Regions from separate parts of the Zea mays genome. Here region 2 is linked to region 1. The links are chromatin contacts, called in public Hi-C maps. All regions are on one chromosome and are shown on one strand. Each heading gives the region's core, a stretch centred on a gene start, on an enhancer-like site or on the middle of the called end of the contact. The rest is flanking DNA. Distances are from core to core; before and after follow the strand shown. Region 1 has its middle 3.6 kb from the start of LOC103647556. Region 2 holds the start of LOC100279560 (RNA-binding KH domain-containing protein).

The links. A called contact is a pair of places that touch in the nucleus more often than the background predicts.
Region 2: a contact with region 1 is called in a Hi-C map of leaf, with 2.5 times the contacts expected there. The contact joins the promoter of LOC100279560 here to the enhancer-like site in region 1. A contact is called at or near these places in 4 of 25 Hi-C or Micro-C datasets (endosperm, leaf and tassel).

Annotation. Positions count from the first base shown.
Region 1 is chr2:196,802,831-196,805,928 of Zm-B73-REFERENCE-NAM-5.0, forward strand. No RefSeq gene overlaps it. Among protein-coding and RNA genes, the nearest start is that of LOC103647556, 3.6 kb to the right of the region's middle. Within about 2 kb of position 1,556, at least 17 of the 20 cell types and tissues checked have an H3K27ac peak or open chromatin away from gene starts, as enhancers often do. A contact at or near this core is called in leaf and tassel, where this site is marked.
Region 2 is chr2:196,873,705-196,876,668 of Zm-B73-REFERENCE-NAM-5.0, forward strand. LOC100279560 (RNA-binding KH domain-containing protein) reads left to right here and starts at 1,381. Exons shown (of 7, transcript NM_001152557.1): 1 at 1,381-1,912; 2 at 2,368-2,787. The coding sequence starts at 1,424.

The sequences.
Region 1 (3,098 bases), core at 306-2,805:
CTTGTATTAGCGAAGATGTTGTCCTGCAGAACATTCTTGAAAGAACACACCTATATGAGTTAGACTGTCTAACGTCGCAGTCTATGAGATCTGGGTGATCTCTAGTAAACTCATGAAGAGACCTTGGAGTACGACGTATATGCTCCACCCGAGAAGGGGACTACTGGTAGCCAAGTACTAGTCATGACTTCAAGTGAAACCCATTCACGCAAAACTTGCAATTCAAGGCATAGTCCATTGTCCAAGTTGTGGGTTGGTGTAACTTGGAGTTCTAGGCGGAAGTTCAACTTAACAGTCTCTGCTGAAAAACTAGTATATTAAACAGTAGTGAACAGTGGCGAAAACTGCAGATGGGCATTTGAGATCTGGTGGGGGATTGTTAGGATTTATGGGCTTGGCCCAATTAAGTTATTCAAATAAATCCCAGGAAAATCTCAAAAGCCCATATAAGTGGATGGCAAAGGGATAGGTGGAACCAATAGCACCATATTGCTAGCTCTTGTGGAGTAGAGCTAGCTTAAATATGGAAGCCACACTCACTCACCAAGTCATGGATGAGAGGAGAGAGTGTGGAGAGCCACACGCGCGCGCGCGCTCGCTCGCCTCGCCTCGCCTCGCCTGGCCAGGCCGGGCCGGGGCGGGCCGGGGCGAAGGGCGCGGGCGCACGACATGCGCGTGAATGGTCCGCCGAAATCCGGCCCCTCGCCTTGCGGGGGCGCGGCTACCTTTTGCCGTTTGATTTTTTGGTTTCTTGGCTGTTACGCTTATCCTAACCGATCGCTACAAAATCTCAACTGATTGCGAGATTTTCGTGGGTGGATAAGCACTGGGGTCGCGGACTCGGCCCTATAAAAGGAGCCCGGCAGCCAGCCTCCAAATCATCCCAGATCCCAGTTCGCTTTCGCCTCTCTTCATAGCTGAGCCGCCTTTTAGTTCCCTTCGTCCCGACCGCAGAGGTGCATCTGCGATCAGGAGAGCAGGTCTCCGGAACCCTTCGTCTTCTAGATCCTGCACCGGGAGAGGGCGAATAAGGTTTTTGGGAAGCGTCTTCACGCGACTGCTCGTGATCTGCTGACCTCGTCAACCCATCTGATCCTGGCGCGCGCCAACAATCAGTAAGTCTAATCAGTACGCATCATCTGATTTGGCTTTTATTTCAGTTCTTCTGATTTGGTCATGATTTATATTCGGAATTTAATTTGGAATTTGTCTAATTATTCAACAATTACTATACTGTTTCATAGCATCGATTGAGCTGTACCCATGCAGCTCAATTGGTTCTAGAAAAAAGAAATCTAGGCAAAACAAGCTACAGAAATGTCCTAAAAGGAGATACATACGCAAGCAGCCTATTATATTCCGAGCCGAACAAATGTCAAAAAGGACGGAATTTTTGAAACGCCGGCGGACGGGGTGGACGCGGCAACGAAGACGAAGCAGGGAGAGCACAGCCACAGGAAGCTAGAACGGGAAGCAACGCACAGCCGCACAGGACACGTGCGGGTGGGCCCGAGCGCCAGGTACGGCCACGTCGGCAGTGGCCCACGCTCCCCTTGACCCGGCTGGACGACGGTGAGCGGCAGGGCCGCAGGGGCGCCGGGCCTGGGTTCCCTCTCGCCCCAACCAACGCGTAGAAAATAAAATAAAATAAAAACAATTGGAGCAGGAAACTGTTGACAAGCAGCAAGGCTACGTACTCTAGGATTATCTGTTCCAGTTTGTAGCTATTCTGTGGTGTCTTTTCCTTTGGTCTTCCTTAATCATTGGCACATAAAATATAAATGTTCAGCCCCAGTTTGAACGATTACTACTGAAATGTTGGAAGCAGAGCATACCGAACTGTCATCGATCTTGTCCACTTGTGCAAGCCAGAAAAGACACTACTGCTACTGCTACCTTGCCCTGTGGCGGTCCAGCCCTGATCCAGGGTCCTGCGAGAATATCAAGACAGTGACAGCAATTCAAGCAGGTTCTAATAGCCTGAATATCGGTCATCACTCACATGCCACAGCAGTACAGCACCTCAAATTATTCCCTTAAGAACAGTTCTTCTTTAATATATATACATATCCTTGCCTAGATCAAGGGCTCTTGTTCATCATGTTGACCGCCCGAAATCGCAGCGCGCGCGCGCGCTCTCTCTCTCTCTGACCAGCTCTATCACACACTTACGTTCGTCGACCAAAACAAAAGGGGGCCCCCGGTTGTGTCATGCTTGGACCCTCTCATTTTCTTGGCACCGATTTGTCTGGGGGTGCAGACGCCGATAGTTGAGTGAAGCTGAATACCTGTGCATTGACTAAACCTCCCCTCCTCTGAAAGTTACTGGTTTTTTTGTTGTGCGTCAAGTTTCTGAATCTCTCGTGGCAAGAACCGATCTGACGGCTCAAGCGGTCGGATCATGCATGGAATGGACGAAGAAGTGTGCCCCCCCCCCCCCCCTTTTCCCTTGATGAACCATGCGTGGCTCTCATGCACATCATCAAAACCAGCGAGCGATGGTTTGAGAGTGAGAAGCCTGGCTACGAACCACTGCTGATATTAGGGATGAAAACGGTCGGAAACGGTCGGTAAACACTAAAACCATTACTGTTTTCATATTTTTTATCGGAAACAAAATCGAAAACGGTAACTCCAGAAACGGAAATGATATCGGTATTTCGGAAACATCGGAAACGAAAAGTACGGTGCGGAAAATACACCGATAACAGTCGAAATCTAAAATACGATCGGTAAACATATCAAACTTCACAGTAAAACAAAATTGACAAAAGATCACAAATACCACAAGTTCACAATTCATGATATAACAAGTTCATAAGGATCACAAATTTATAATATAAAAAGTTTACAAAGATCATAAGTTCACAATATAACAAGTTCACAGTATAACAAGTTCATAAAGATCACAAGTTCACAGACTCAAATTTTACAATATCCACTCGATTTAGTTGACATGACATGCTTACTCATGAAACATTTTTTCCTCACATAAAGGGTTTTTTCACAGCCTCACAGGAAAACCCTAAAATCTAGTGTGTGGAAAAGACAGACTGTCGGCTCTCTATCATTATATATTACTAATACATAACATGTGC
Region 2 (2,964 bases), core at 131-2,630, 71 kb after region 1:
AAGATCCTCTTTCTTTTTAATATTAGAGATATATCGCTTGACTTTTTAATAATCTCATTCCATGGAAACTTAGGGTGTGAATTATAAACCAACTCACTGAGATGAAGAATTAGCTACCAAGAATGTAAAAAGTGACCAATATAATGCTTCAAATCGGTTTATGTATGTTAATAGACATCAACATTAGAAGCAAAATTATTTCCATAAAACCTAAAGTAGTCTTTGTAATATGGATAATGTTCATATCTATTAGAAATTCCTACCATTAGATCTTCCTCTATTCTAAATCCCTACCGTTAGATCTTGATCATGTGATCCATTTCCCCTTTATATATGTTCTCCTCTTCTTTCTTCCTCCTTAAACCTAACCTCATTGCGGCGGCGGCCGCCGCCTACCCTACAAGCCACTTGACCTATACCTCTATACAATCTCTCCTTGTCGTTGTATTGCCTTGTTTGTGTCGCCTACCACCCCGCGCTTCATTTTGCTCTCATTATCGACGACTACATTTTATTGTTTGCAATCAAGATGGTCAGATATGGCTAGGTATACATTTGAGACCATGGAGCATCATCGTAGACGTGGAACATTCAACCGTCCGCCCATGCACGGAATTTGGGCTCACAGGGTAAGAATCTCGGGTGTTGGTACCTGAGTTTTGCTATATGTATATATAATCAGGGATTTTGATGAGTTGTTTGTGTTTCTTCCATTCATCTTATCAAGCAATATTTGACTATTTGTTATGGCATCTTTGCCTCTACCATGCTATTATCTTTATTTATGTTGGCTCATTACTAGGATCTGCTAGCACTTTGTGTAATTTGTGGTTCTACTTCTAACACTACCTAATTGATGGTCTTTCACTCCTCATTGCTGGTGACAGTGAGAAAACCCCAACAATGAATTGAGATCAATTTAGAGAAAGGTGTAGAGAGGAAGACCCATTCTCGTGGTCTGATTATCGAAACCGTTCTAATCATCCCTGTAAGGGCTGATTTGGTGGTAAGGGATCCCAAGGGGATCCATGGGGGAGGAATCCCCTTGTTATTCAAAATTGAATTGCAATGAAATTTCTCCCCCATGGATTCCCTTGGGATCCCTTACCACCAAATCAGCCCTAAAATGGAAAAATATTATGTTATAGGTGCTATTTTTGTGTATACATGATATTGCATAGTTTCAACACATTAAGGTTCCACACCACCATCATGGTGTCGACGGTGAATGCTGCGATGCTAAAGAGATCCATAGCGTGTTCGACAGTACTGTGCCGTGTCTGCCGTCCATGTTCGATCGGACGGTGCGAACCGTGTGCTCCGCCACGGCAGTTGCTGTAACTAACTACGGCGGTCAGCGAAAAGCGAACATTGGTACCACTACCAGTTGCAGTAGGGTTTTAGCTTAACCGTCCAATCCCCCATGGAAGTCGTCTCCACCCCGGCCGGCGCCGGCGCCGCCGCTTCCTCGTCCTCTTCCTCCTCCTCCTCTACCCCTTCCCCCTCCACCAGGCGCCCTACCACCACGCTCCGCTTGCTCTGCCCCTCCAGCCGCGTCGCCACACTCCGCCCCTCACGGGACCTCCACGTCGACCATCCCCCCGTGGGGGATGAGGCCGTGCTCGTCATCTCCGGGCCGGACACCCCCGCCGCGGCGGTCAGGGCATGGGAGCACGTGGTGGGCCACAGAGTCGAGGGGGACGAGGCGATGGGAGGGGAAGAGGAGGAGAGGGAGGTGACGGGCGCCGTGGGCTGCCGGATGCTGGCCGCTGGCTGGCAGGTGGGATGCGTCCTGGGGAAGGGCGGGAAGACGGTAGAGCGGATGAGGCAGGAGTGTGGCGCCCAGATCAGGGTGTTCCGGAATAGGGAGCAGCTGCCCCCATGGGCGCCGCCGGGGGATGAGCTTATCCATGTACGTCTGCCCTTCTTGATTTAACAAAGATGTCAATTGTACTTGGGTGGAAATTAGACCACCTTTCCTCATCGCTTAATGGTGAGCTGGAAACTTGGAATGCCCGGGTTTGTGAATCAGAAAATGATCTCAAGTACTGCGTTGTGATGGACTGATTGGATAGAATTGTGAGAAGACAAGACTTCGAGAGCATGGTGCTTTGTATAGCATATAACAGAATAGGTTCAGCACTGTCCTAGTAATATGCTCCTATGCCTATCAAAACATATGAGTAGGTTAGATTGAAATCAGCTAACTCGTGTAATATTTCCTGTTTTGTACTTAGGTCTGAGAAAATTCAATAGTTGGGCAATTCACAGTTCAAGCTTTTCATTCTAGGGGTTATTTAATCTATCACTTGGCTATTTAACCTTCAAAGTTCAGGTCTTTCTGACATGATAACCTTTTCTTGTTAGATAAGTGGGAGCTTTTCTCAAGTACGGAAAGCACTGTTAGCAGTTTCAACCTGCCTCCAAGATAATCCTAGGCCAGACACACATAATATTCCGATTGGAAGACCATTTGGGCTTCCAGGTAGTGGTACTGGATGTCCCCCTGGCATGGATCCTCATTCTCAAAGAAGTTATTTACCACCACACATACCTGATTACCACACAAGGAATTATCCAAGTAATGCTGGCCCCCCTGGTCCTAGATTCTTTTTTGAACAAGAGATAGTGTTCAGGATGATAATTCTGAATGAGATGGTGGGAAGCATAATTGGAAAAGGTGGTTCCACTATTCGGGCATTGCAAAGTGAAACTGGTGCTTGTATAAAGATCTTAGAGCCAGTTGCTGATTCAGATGAGCGTGTTGTTGCGATAACTGCACGTGAGGTATGTATACGGGGCATGGGCCAGAAAAGGTTTCAATCCTGTTTCAGTGTTTTGTCTGAAGTGGTCACAAATCATTGTTTTTCTTATGAGGAACTGAACAAGAATTTTTTATGGTAATTTGATGTATGTGTCTGTTCCTCTTCGAGAACTGGCATGCTATCCCAATGCCTGGTAGTT